Regions from separate parts of the Mus musculus genome. Here regions 1 and 3 are each linked to region 2. The links are chromatin contacts, called in public HiChIP or PLAC-seq maps. All regions are on one chromosome and are shown on one strand. Each heading gives the region's core, a stretch centred on a gene start, on an enhancer-like site or on the middle of the called end of the contact. The rest is flanking DNA. Distances are from core to core; before and after follow the strand shown.

What was found. HiChIP or PLAC-seq counts read pairs in DNA pulled down with a chosen protein or histone mark.
Region 1: a contact with region 2 is called in an H3K4me3 HiChIP or PLAC-seq map of bone marrow-derived macrophages, with 8 times the contacts expected there. The contact joins two enhancer-like sites. A contact is called at or near these places in 2 of 115 datasets of contacts at active chromatin or transcription factors (bone marrow-derived macrophages and large pre-B cells).
Region 3: an H3K27ac HiChIP or PLAC-seq map of T-cell acute lymphoblastic leukemia shows a contact between it and region 2, with 6 times the contacts expected there. The contact joins two enhancer-like sites. A contact is called at or near these places in 4 of 115 datasets of contacts at active chromatin or transcription factors (T-cell acute lymphoblastic leukemia, embryonic basal ganglia, embryonic stem cells and 1 more).

The regions. Positions count from the first base shown.
Region 1 is chr1:192,750,572-192,754,557 of GRCm38.p6, forward strand. The region is part of intron 2 of Hhat (hedgehog acyltransferase); the gene reads right to left. Among named protein-coding and RNA genes, the nearest start is that of Gm22265, 7.0 kb to the left of the region's middle. Within about 2 kb of position 2,715, at least 165 of the 459 cell types and tissues checked have an H3K27ac peak or open chromatin away from gene starts, as enhancers often do. A contact at or near this core is called in bone marrow-derived macrophages, where this site is marked.
Region 2 is chr1:191,987,664-191,992,240 of GRCm38.p6, forward strand. It overlaps Rd3 (retinal degeneration 3), which reads left to right. Exons shown (of 3, transcript NM_023727.4): 3 at 1-619. Among named protein-coding and RNA genes, the nearest start is that of Mir3473c, 8.7 kb to the right of the region's middle. Within about 2 kb of position 2,523, at least 407 of the 459 cell types and tissues checked have an H3K27ac peak or open chromatin away from gene starts, as enhancers often do. A contact at or near this core is called in T-cell acute lymphoblastic leukemia and bone marrow-derived macrophages, where this site is marked.
Region 3 is chr1:192,691,221-192,695,339 of GRCm38.p6, forward strand. It overlaps Hhat (hedgehog acyltransferase), which reads right to left. Exons shown (of 12, transcript NM_144881.4): 8 at 2,579-2,729. Among named protein-coding and RNA genes, the nearest start is that of Gm22265, 52 kb to the right of the region's middle. Within about 2 kb of position 1,926, at least 24 of the 459 cell types and tissues checked have an H3K27ac peak or open chromatin away from gene starts, as enhancers often do. A contact at or near this core is called in T-cell acute lymphoblastic leukemia, where this site is marked.

The sequences.
Region 1 (3,986 bases), core at 1,465-3,964, 760 kb after region 2:
ACACATATACATACATATACACACAAATACATACACACATAAATACATATATGCACACACATACACACATACATACATACATACATAACACATATACATATATATACACACATATACACACATATACATATACATACATACATACAAACACACACACACGCCCTGATGTTTGATGTATTTGGAAAAACTCCAATCAGCTCTCACTGAGCCAGAGGTCTACCGCAGACTGTGGCAATAAATGAAAACTTGGAAGGGAACAGAAAATATGGGCTTCTATCAAAAAAACTCAGTGGCAAGCAATGTTCAAAAACTCATAAGCAACCCTGAGATTCCACCTCACACCAGTCAGAATGGCTAAGATCAAACATTCAGGTGACAGCAGATGCTGGCGAGGATGTGGAGAAAGAGGAACACTCCTCCATTGTTGGTGGGATTGCAAGCTTGTACAACCACTCTGGAAATCAGTCTGGCGGTTCCTCAGAAAAGTGGACATAGTACTACCGGAGGATCCCACAATACCTTTCCTGGGCATGTATCCAGAAGATGCTCCAACTGGTAAGAAGGACACATGCTCCACTATGTTCATAGCAGCCTTATTTATAATAGCCAGAAGCTGGAAAGAACCTAGATGCCCCTCAACAGAGGAATGGATACAGAAAATGTGGTACATTTACACAATGGAGTACTACTCAGCTATTAAAAACAATGAATTCATGAAATTCCTAGGCAAATGGATGGACCTGGAGGGCATCATCCTGAGTGAGGTAACCCAATCACAAAAGAACTCACATGATATGTACTCACTGATAAGTGGATATTAGCCCAGAAACTTAGAATACCCAAGATACAAGATACAATTTGCAAAACACATGAAACTCAAGAAGAATGAAGACCAAAGTGTGGACACTTTGCCCCTTCTTAGAATTGGGAACAAAACACCCATGGAAGGAGTTACAGAGATAAAGTTTGGAGCTGAGATGAAAGGATGGACCATCTACAGACTGCCATACCCAGGGATCCATCCCATAATCAGCCTCCAAATGCTGACACCATTGCTTATACCTGCAAGATTTTGCTGAAAGGACCCTGATATAGCTGTCTCTTGTGAGGCTATGCCAGGGCTTAGCAAACACAGAAGTGGATGCTCACAGTCAGCTATTGGATGGATCACAGGGCCCCCAATGGAGGAGCTAGAGAAAGTACCCAAGGAGCTAAAGGGGTCTGCAACCCTATAGGTAGAACAACAATATGAACTAACCAGTACCCCCCCCCCCCCGCCCCAGAGCTCGTGTTTCTAGCTGCATATGTATCAGAAGATGGCCTAGTCGGCCATCATTGGAAAGAGAGGCCCCTTGGTCTTGCAAACTTTATCTGCCTCAGTACAGGGGAACGCCAGGGCCAAGAAGTGGGAGTGGGTGGGTAGGGGAGTGGGGGATGTATGGGAGACTTTTGGAATAGCATTGGAAATGTAAATGAAGAAAATACCTAATAAATAAAAAAAAAAAGAAAATGGCATACCTGTATCATCATATTCTGGCAAATAAATTTATTATTATTATTATTATAAAAAAAACCTCATAAGCAGACTATGCTACAGCAGAGACATACATGGTAGGATAGGTTTTCCATGACTTTTGAGACCCAGGGCTTCAACCTCTTCTTTCTTCCTCCAATTCTCTCAGAGAATGAGAATGTGGGTCACAAATAACTCAATAAAAACACATGAGATCTGTAAATAGGATGCAAAATAACCAAGGTCAGGAAGACCTCCCAAGCAGACCAAGCCTCCTGAACTCTGAACTTAAGCCAATTGCTGATAGAGCCATGTTCTGGGCAGAGGGGCATGGGGAGATGGCATCATTAGTAGAGTGCTCACTGTACCATGAAGTCTCATGTGCTCATGGAGTCTTGAGTTCAGATCCCCAGGACAAACAGGAAAAGCCTAGTACAGCAGCACACATCTATAAACCCAGTCCCGGAGAGGTGGAAACTGGAGAATCTCCAAGGCTGCAGAGCAGCTAGCTTAGACTAATCAGTGAGAGACCCTGTCTCAAAGCAATAAAGCAGGTAGGGAATGAGGAAGACACTCCACATCATTGCCTGTTTTCTCAACCACCACGTTGCTGTGATTGGTGAAAAGTTCTGTAAGGACAATAACCAACACAGAAGGCAATAACAAAGCAAGCCTGAAAGGGGCTGGGCTAAGAGATCTGGTATCCCTGGAGGAAGGCAGTGACTCAGTAGTTTTGTGAGTGACAAGGACTTGGTCAAGTGCCATCTGACACACTGGAAGCTTTGATGTAAGGACACTGGGAGACAGATTCAATCCTTGGCAACCTGCAGAGCGAGGCACTCAAGTCCTATCACCAAAGTCCCCTCAGTGGCCCCTCTCACCCTCAGCAAGCTCCCTAGGCAAGGCCACCTGTTCAAGGACAGGATCCCTTGCCTCCCCCACCCACATGGTAGAATAAGCTCTCTAAAGTCACCAACCCACTTGCAAACAAATCCTCAATTGCAACAGTTAGTACTTGCCTTTTCACCCAGCCCTTGTCCTGTGAGAGGTTGATGCATTGCATGAACCATGTAAAGGAAAAGGCCCACTTAACAACTGCTGCTGTGTCAAGCTCTCATTATTACAACCGCTGCTGTGTCATGCTCTCATAGACCCAGATTATTAATGGCTGTGCCTGCAGGGCTAACAGGGGAAAGTGAAAGCGTGGGGCAAGCGTGTTCGCTACAGCTGTATCCTACTCTGGAGACAACTGCTACATAATAACAAAGAAATGAGAGGTGGCAAGTCAGACAGAAACTCTGCACCAGGAAAGCTGTTTTTAGATCCCCGGGTGTTAGCACTCGTTTACAAAGACATTAGCAACAGTTCACTGACAGCTAAAGAAGGGGAAGTAGGTGACCTGAAACCTCAAATCTACAGAAGGCAGAAGTCCATTTATGCAAATGTCAGTAACAGGCAACTTCTGCAGAAAGGCATGCTTGCAGACTATTGGGTCAGCAGGATCCCACATGGCTACTTTCATTAGAAAGTGATTATCACAGAAAACAGAAAAGCTGCCAAACTTTGTTCTTTGAGAAAGAAAATAAATCTGCTAAATGGATAAATCTGAACAATTTCTTAAGACAGGGACATAAGGTACATGCAGTATTTGACTCTGGAGTGTGGTCGACACATCCGAAAAGCTCAGGAACCTTGAAAAATATTATCATCACACTGCCTTAAAAAGACAAAGGTAAATATGCTAATAGCCCAGAAACACTTGGGAACTTTTCGAGGAATCTTGCTTCGAAGGGAACTTGGGTAGCCACAAGCTTGCAAGAGAGTGAAAGCAAGCGACAGAGACTTCAGGCACCAGTTACATGGTTTACAAGAAAGGAAGGGGCCCATGGTATACGAAAGAGTCTCGGTGCCATGTTGGAATCTCCAAGGATAAAACCGAGGTCTGACCAGGCACACTCAGAAACTGATTGTCTTTTCAATTCAGAGAAAAGAGGTTGATAAAATACCATGGCCAGGGAAGGTACACAGCAGAAGTCACTGTGGTTGCTCCTGAAAACTTTATTCCCTTAAAATAAAAATATCATTAGCAGGTCAAAAAGAGAAAATCATCTCTCGTCTGATGAGGTACTGCAAGGGAACACAACCCAACACTCATTATTGGTAGTGTTTTTTTTTTATGTCTTTGTGCGTGTGTGCGTGTGTGTGTGTGTGTGTGTGTGTGTGTGTGTGTACACGAGAGTGTATATATTTGTATGTAGAGATCAGAGGACAACCTTGGTTGATGTCCCTCAGGGACACTGTCCACCTTATGTTTTGAAACAAGGTCTCTCACTGGACTGGAACTTGTCAAACAGGTTAGACTAGTGGACCAGCAATCCCTGGGTATCTGCCTGTCTATATCTCCACCCACCTACCCGACTCCTCCACCCTCCACCTCAGTCCCTCACACCACCCCCACCCCTAACCCCCACCT
Region 2 (4,577 bases), core at 1,273-3,772:
TTAATGCTTATTAATTCTTAATAATATTAATTTCATTTTTGTTTCATGTTTTAATTTCTCAACCCAAAATTTTGGCGGATACTTTAATATGAATCTCAGATATGTTTCTTCATGCCTGAATACTTCAGTGTGCTCTGCAAAAGAGAACATCCCAGAAGTTGGGGATATCTATCTGTCTGTCTGTCTGTCATCTACCTATCTAGGGTGGCATACATCTTTAGCCCCAGAGTTTGGGAGGCAGAGGCATGAAGATCTCTGAGTTCGAGGTTAGTGTAGTCTACAGCATGAGTTCCAAGATAGCCAGGGCTACGCAAAGAAACCCTGTCTTGAAACACAAACACACAGCTGTTCTGCTAGTAAAAATCTACACAAACTTTCATATTATCTAATACCTAGTCCCTGCTGAAATGACCCAAATTCTTCCCAACATATGACTCCTTGCATTTTGTTTCTGAGAGTGAGGGTCTCATCAAATCTCATACATCCACACATCAATCAGAAAATTATGATTTGTTTATGCTCAATCACATAGTGCTCTATAATTCTACAATGGAAGATTGTTTATGGAGTATCATGTTGATAAACAGTAAATTAATAAATTGTGGCCATTTGATAAAATATTTCAACACAAAAGATTCTCTAATATATATATATGTATATAATGTAATTTTACATAACATTAATTTCTTCTCTGGCTTTAGATTTTTAAATTCTTTCATAAATGAGGAAAGCAGCAAAAAGTGCCAACCATTTGCACCAGTAAAGAATAGCTATTAATAGTACATATTTTTACTAATTTGAAATAATAAAAACCTATTGGCCATTCTGGGTAGGGGGTGCATGCTTGGCTTAATACTTCAGGAGCCTTCTAGTGCACACTTGAATCACACACAAGGAGGAAAAAAGGCTGAGGATAATCAGCCATAACAAAACCACATTCTTTGTAGTTTGTTATCATGCAGGTTTGACCTGCATGCTTACTTTAACCCACAAATAGCTACTGCAGTCATTACATGTCATTAATTTTCCATGGAAAATTGTCTTTTAGGCTAGGACATATTTGAGAGCTGTTTACAAAGTCTTAAGAGGAAGAAATGTTTTGCTTCCAAAACACTGTCTTTCTGGAATGTGTGTGTAGCACACTCCATGAGAGGTCTGAGTTTATCTGCCGTATTGGTACTTCCGGTTCCAAACACTTATACTCTGGAGGTCTGCCATGCCTGTTGTTGCTAGCAAGCTGAGAAAGCATGGAATTCTGGGCTGGTCTGAAAAAAGTGCCTGTTCCATGGGGTTGGTGGTCTGGGTCACTATCCGTCTAAGATGTGAAGAACAATATGGTGTGAATATTTGAATCCACATCTTCAGGGACAGGCTGAGTGGAGACTAGGACTGTGCAAGAAAGACTGTGGAGAACACACCTGACTGGAGAAAGGATTAGGGGTGTGCTGCCCTTGTAGGTGTGGAGGCCGGGTCTGATCTGGATGTTGTTGGGGGCTCGTAGGGATATGGTGATAGGCTCAGAGCTGGCCCATGTATCCCACACTCCCTTACTGCATCTGTTGCCACTTCTGTATCACCTGCTTTGTCTCTGCATTTCTCAGAATTTTATCAGCATGGTGCTATGACTCATATTCACTTACTGCACTTGAGGGCTCACCACTGGAAAACCTACTATTTTAAACAGCGGAGAAGAGATAGGATCACCTCCAAGACCGATAATGAAAATATTTGGGACACCTTAGTCATTTCTTATTTCTTTTCTTTCTTTCTTTCTTTTTTTTTTTTTTTTCGGAGACAGGGTTTCTCTGTGTAGCCCTGGCTGTCCTGGAACTCACTCTGTAGACCAGGCTGGCCTAGAACTCAGAAATCCGCCTGTCTCTGCCTCCCAAGTGCTGGGATTAAAGGCGTGCGCCACCACCTTAGTCATTTCTAATGTAAAAGAATAATAAAAAATGGCTCGCAGACGAGGGAGGGAATGAACAGTGTAACTTTTAAAAAGCTGTCTACCAGAAAGTTGGCAAAACATAAGATGCCACCTTTTAGTAAGCGCCCTTAGGTGGATCCGGTGAGGTGCTGGACCCCTGGGAAAAGTTAAAATTGTTACCTACAAATACATCCTTGCCTACAAAACTAAGAGTCTTCCAGTCAAACCACCAGGACACAGAGGTCGAATAAAGAAATCAGGACGACCAGTCGACAAACCTCCACACTCTGGCATAAAAATTGCCAGAGCCAAACCTAAAAAGAAATACACCGAAACCTGAAGAAAAATCACTTCCCTTTAAGAGTAAAGGAAGACGGAAGTGGGCGTGCAACCTGGGGAATTAACCTGCGAAAACACGTAGTCTCAAGTCTGGGGAACCTTCGCCATCCTGTCACAGTCGATTACAAACTCTAGTCCTAAGGCCTGGCTGCTCACCACGCGTGGAAAGGCTCGGAGGGGCCAGCAGCCGAGAGCGCCCAAACAGAACGCCCTAACCGGAAGTGGCCTCAACACCCCCCCACCACCACGATAGGCAGAAGAGCCCTTGGCCCCGCCCTTCGCTTGTTCTCTCCTGCGATGGAAGCCCGGAAGTCCCGCCCAGCCTGGTTCTGTCTGTCAAGCTGCGGGTTGTGGGTGGTGGGCGGGTTTCTGGTCCGCAGCAGAGCAGGGTGGGCAGTAAGAGACACCGTGCGCTTGGTATAGACAGCAAGCTGAAAGTCACATCTTTTGAACACTTAAAGCTATCTATACCTTGTACTGGAAACAAAATGCACATTCACATAATATTTTGTATTCAATGTTGGGAGAGTTGAGGCTCTCCATTCCCAGAGTTACAAGTTCAAAAAATTCCCTGACTTTGGAAAATAAAAGGAACTATAACTAAAAAGAATTAAGCCAGAACTTCAAGGCTTTTATCTTGCAGACAGTGTAGAATTATTGAAGGGGGGGGGGGGAGTTTGCAGTGAATGTCTGTGGAAAACAGCAGTGGTCAAATCATTTTGAAAACATGGAGTGTTTTGACAGCAGAACAGCATTCTGAAACATTCTCGGATGTTCACCTCCTAGACAATTTTTTTCAGAAGATTTATTTTTATTTTTTGTGTATGGGTGCTTTGCCTTCATGAATGTAGCAGTGGCCAGGGCTCAACCACTGATCTGTCTTTCCAACTCCCAAAATATACTACGCCCTCTCCAATATTTCTTTATATTCTCTTCCGTAAACTTTTTTGCTATTACATTTAAATTTTCTTTTTACCTTTGTTGAAAACTAAGACATAAACATACATATTGGCCTGGCCCTCTTCCCTGGAGACTGTCACCTGCTGCTCTGTGTTAGAATTATAATCACCATGGGCACCTCCACATACTGAAGTGGGTTCAGGGGTGATGATACACACAGGGCTCTCCTCGGGGGTTCCTGCCTCTCGCACATGAGCAATCGCTTGTGCTGAGATGTGCTGGAGTGAGATGGAAAAGAGCCTAGGGGTGTGGGTGTTTCCACTGCTATGTGCACGCCCGTCAGGACTGATCACAGGTGCAGAGCTGTAGTCCGGGTTCCTCTGCCTCTCTGTGGCGGGTCACATGTCAAGTAGATGCATCTATCAAGTGCAGCAGTGAGAAGAAAGGCACTATCAAAATAAGGGGCACAGTGACCCAGACAGAGTCACCCTCACTTGTCATTGTGTTCTCAGATAACCCTCCAAGAGCCTCCTGAGCAACAAGCACTTAGCTTCATCTCATTTGGAGGAACACTCAGGTAGCCCCACTCCTGACTCATCTCCCGGTGGACACTGTCTTAGGGTTTCCATTGCTGCGATGAAACACCATGACCAAAATGCAAGTTGGGAGAAGAGGTTTTATTCGGGTTACACTTCCATATTATTGTTCAACGTTGAAGAGAGTCAGAACAGGAACTCAAACAGGGCAGAAACCTGGAGACAGGAGCTGGTGCAGACGCCATGGAGGGGTGTTGCTTACTGTCTTGCTCCCCATGGCTTGCTCAACCTGCTTTCTTATAGAACCCAGGACCACCAGCCTAGGGATGGCACCACTCACAATGGTTGGGCCCTCCCCCATCAATCGCTAATTAAGAAAAACGTGCCTGATCTTATGGAGGCTTTTTCTCACTTGAGGCCCCATCCTTTCAGATAATTCTAGCTTGTGTCAAGTTGACATAAAAGTAGCCAGCGTAGTAAGTGAAATAAACCGTGTTGCCCACCTGCTATGTGTCAGTCATAACTTGTGAGATATAAACTGAAATCAGACACGGACCCTCGCTTAGAACTAGCAATCTTAGCAGTGGTACAGGTACATCAGACTCCTTCCTCTGCCTCTGCTCTGGGAAAACTCTAGGTTGAGATCCACATTCTCACCCTAGAGAATCCACATTCTCATCACATTCTCACTGCATTTGTAAAGTGCTTACTGTGTGTCTGGAAGAGACTTGGGTTTACACCCAAGTTCCTGCACCAAAGGCTCTCACACATGGAGGCAGGAGAAGGGGTGAGGGGGGAGCTGGCTGAGTCCCTGGGTGAGGAGCACAGTGGATGCTTTGTCCTTCTGAGTGGGCACAGTGCATAGAGGGGTGCAGCAG
Region 3 (4,119 bases), core at 676-3,175, 700 kb after region 2:
CAGGAGGACCCAGGTTCAGGTCCCAGAACCCACATCAAGCAGCTTGCACAGAAAGAGGTTACAAACACCAGTAACTCCAGTCCCAGGGATCCGGTGCCCCTCCCCCACCCTGGCCTCTTTGGTCATCAGTGTGCACACAGAGCACATAAATTCACATAGGCACACAGATACACATGAGCATTTGCTTAAATCAATAAGCCTACAAAAACTCAAGGAACTTCCCAGTCTTGCATGCTACAGAAGTTAGAATGGGAGCCCAAAGCAGCCCTAGAGGAGAAGCTATTCGTTTGTTGGTTGGTTGTTCTTGCCAAGGGCCCCTGTACATGCCCTTCAGATCCTCATTCCTCCGAGGAGTCACACATTGGAGCCTCCACCGAGCAACCATCTGTTCTGATGATGACAATGTTTTCTCCATCTTTGTGGCTCACATAAATTGAGGATCTTTCTTGGGCAAAACTAAGTTAAGGGATCTGAAGAGATGGCTCATCAGTTCAAAGTGCAGATTGCTCTTCAAGAGGACATAAATTTGGTTCCCCGTACTCACACCACATAGGTCACAACTATCTGTAAGTCCAGCCTCACTCTATCCAGTGCCAGGTATCTTCTTGCCTCCAAGGGCACCTGCACTCTTGTACACATAACTATACACAGACAGACAGACACACACACACACTTAAAATGTAAAAAAAAAAAAAAATTAAAATTTTGATTAAATAAAACAAAAACAGACAGCCATTCTGTTTCACTCTATGAAACACAGAGGCTTTGTGGCAACCAGTGACCTATGGACAAGGAAACTGCCCAGGTCACCATGGTTACCACTCTAGCTGACCCTGTAGAAGCCCCCAGGAAATGTCCTTTCCAGTACATTAGTGCAGATGGTCACAACAGAGAGGCAGAGGAACCATGCAGGCTTCCCACCAGATGTCTGTGACATGTTCCCAAATCACCCCTGGTCCCACCATTGGCTGAGGAAGTGACCTTTCTGAGACAGTCATATTATAACAGCTTCCAGTGAGGTTCATCTTAACAAAAGCTACTTCCCAGCCCTGAGAAGAGCCCCTTTGCCAGCATTCCCCAGTCCTGCCATTAAAAAATCCAGCCTGGAGCTTAATTAAATAATGAAGGAAATATAAGGGAACTGCTTAGCAGTCCCTCAATAACTAGAAGAAACCCCATAAAGCAAGCTGGAACTCAACTAAACTGTGCATAAAGAAGCCAGGTGATTCCACAAGTACCCACATAGCTACATTGCATGCTGCCTGGGTCCTGCAGAGGAGCTCCTCTGGATACGGTGACATTCACTACATTCACCTGCTACGTTCTACCTTGGGTCTCATGTCTACAGCTCTGAGCAAGGCCAGAACTAAAGAGAAACAAGCAAGGGGCCAAAGAGCAAGTTTTAAGTAGGCACCGACATCCCCTTGCTGAGTTGGTGTCCCTCTTCCAACCCCCACAGCCCTAAGCTTCCTCCAGGAGGGGGTCTGCAATTACAGAAGCAATCCTGACCCTTGCTTCACACTGGACATGCTCAGAAAAACATCGAAGCAAACAAGTCCTTTTGGAAAACAGCTATCAGAAATGACAAGGGACTTGGGGGATCTTTAGGAACAAAACTTCCAGGCCAATCTTAAGTTTGTGGGACAAAAGCAGAAAAAGTGAAAAAACTCCCGAGAAAGATCAGTCACAAGCCATCGCCCAAAACCTCACACGGGAATAACACATATTGAGGGCTGACGTCTGGAAACATTTGCTGTGACTTGCCTCATCTTCAAAAGAACTTCTGTAGACAGATTATACACCCTCTTATTATTATTACTGAAAAAATAGGAAGACTGGACCAGACGGGCTGAGATGAGTGTATGGCATCGAGTGCTGCCCTGGGCTATTACACTCGTCTTTAGTTAACAGTGTGACTCACACAGTCGTCTTCAAAGAAAGCAGAGTAAGGAGGACCTCGCGGCATGTCTGTGGTGATGTTTGTCAACTCGACCACATCCTGGTTCATCTAGGAGATAAGCCTGCAGGCACACTATCTTCAATAAGCTAACTGGGGTGGGAAGACCCACTCTAAAAGGAGGTGACTCCATTCCTTGGGTTGGATCCTGGATTGCATAAAAAGGAAAAAGCCAGCTGAGTACCAGCATGCACTGCTGTCTGCCTCATGGTTGCGGATATAATGTGACCAGCTGCCTCCCAAGCTCCGCCCCTAAGACTTCCCGCCATGATAGAATTTACACTCAGACAGTGAACTGAAATTAAGCCTTTTCCCATAAATTGCTTTGGCCAGGGTCTTTTATCACAGCCATGGCATAAGTGACTAATATACTGCCCCTAGTAAGAAACCACTCCTGACATAGTCCTGTGTGTGGGGGCAAACAGTCTCTCTTGCCTCACTTACTTCTGTAGCCTGACAACGTTGAGGGTCAGAAAGCAAGACTGCCATCATATTAGCAAGAAAGGGAATACGTAGTTCCAAACGTGTTTCAGTGAAGGGGAAGAACAGTAGCCAAACTCTTCAAAGCCAGCCAAGCCCATCAGACACACCCCAAAGACGTAAGCAAACCATGAGACTGACCTCCACATCCCGGTAAAACTGAACATGGTGCTCACGCAGCGGGGAAGAGGTGGTGGCGTGAGTCCATCCAGGCGCATGAGCAGAGCCGGGACACCAAAGAGCACCAGGTACTTCACATAGAAGAAGAGCACTTGGGCCAGCGCCAGTCCTCCTGCAAAGCAAGGGGACCTGTCAGCCACTGCAGTGTAAGACAGAAGGCTCCTGGGACTGCCCTGCTTCTCCACCAGTCTCCTCACCTTCCAGTCTCCGGCATTTGCACTTGGTCCCTAGTTGGTCCTGTTTGGGGAAGGTTGGGGCATGCAGCCTCACTGGGGGAAGTCTTATAAGAAAATCGATGTTCTCCATCTTATAGAAAATCAATGTTCTCTCCTTGAGCTGAAATCCCAGAACACAAGCTATATCTACACTAAAGACTCTACAAGACCCACGGATCAGCTGTGGCAGAGCCATTGGAGACTTAGAACCCTGCTGATCCAGAGCCAGACTGCTTTACTATACCATAGTCCCAGAAGTATCCATTCATTGTCCACCGCCATAAAATGTGGGGGATATAACTAATCAGACCACTAGCTTCCACAACCTAAAAAGCTCACACTGCCATCAGATGGCGTCTGAGACCACAGCAGAGATTTTTCTGGTTTGATATAACCTGACTTCCTGATGTCCCCAGAAACATTTACAGGAAACCTCTTGATCTGTGGCTTTTGTGTGTTCTGTGACTTTAAGAGTGGCTTGCTTTCCATGAGGTGCAAGACTGCCGTTAGACCACATACCCCGCTGAGGTGGCATTCCTAAGACCCTCCTATAACAGTGAGGTCAGCACTGACATCTGCCACCAGTGCCTTGTGCTTGTCCTTTAGAAGACAGCTGGTCAGCTGCACCAAAAATTCTGTAGTATCTTCTGTGCAACAGGAGATATTCTATATGCCACATGAACACGCTGTCGCGGTCTCGCTGGGGCTTCCAGCCATATTAGCTTTTAAAGCAGATGGACAGTCTGAAGTGATCTTCCAGGAAGCTCAAGGAAGGTGAAAACAGCACCCCAAGTCTTTTCTGGGGTTGTGTGTTGTTCCCATGGAGGATCCATGGGCACCTCTTGAGCTTATGTCGCATGCAAGTCCCATTCAGCTTTCTTCCCAATTATGAGACACCAGGAGTCTCTACAGAGTCTTGTGTGTCTTATGTATTCATTCATTCATTTCTTATTAAGCACTTGTGTGAGTGTATGTGAGTGTGTGTGAATGTGTAAGTGTGCGTGAGAGAGAGCATATGTGAGTGTGTGACTATGTAGAATGTGTGAGTGTATGTGTGTGAGTGTTTATGTGTATAAGTATGTGTGTGGGAGTATGTATGAGTGTGAGAGTGTGTCTATGTAAGTGTGTGAGAGGGTATTGTGAGTGTATGTGTGTGTGAGTGTGTGTATATATGAGAGTATGTTAAACGGGTATGAGTGAGAGAGAGAGAGAGAGAGAGAGAGAGAGAGAGAGAGAGCATGTGTGTCCATTTTAGGTTAACCTTGAATGTCTTTTCTCATGCACCAT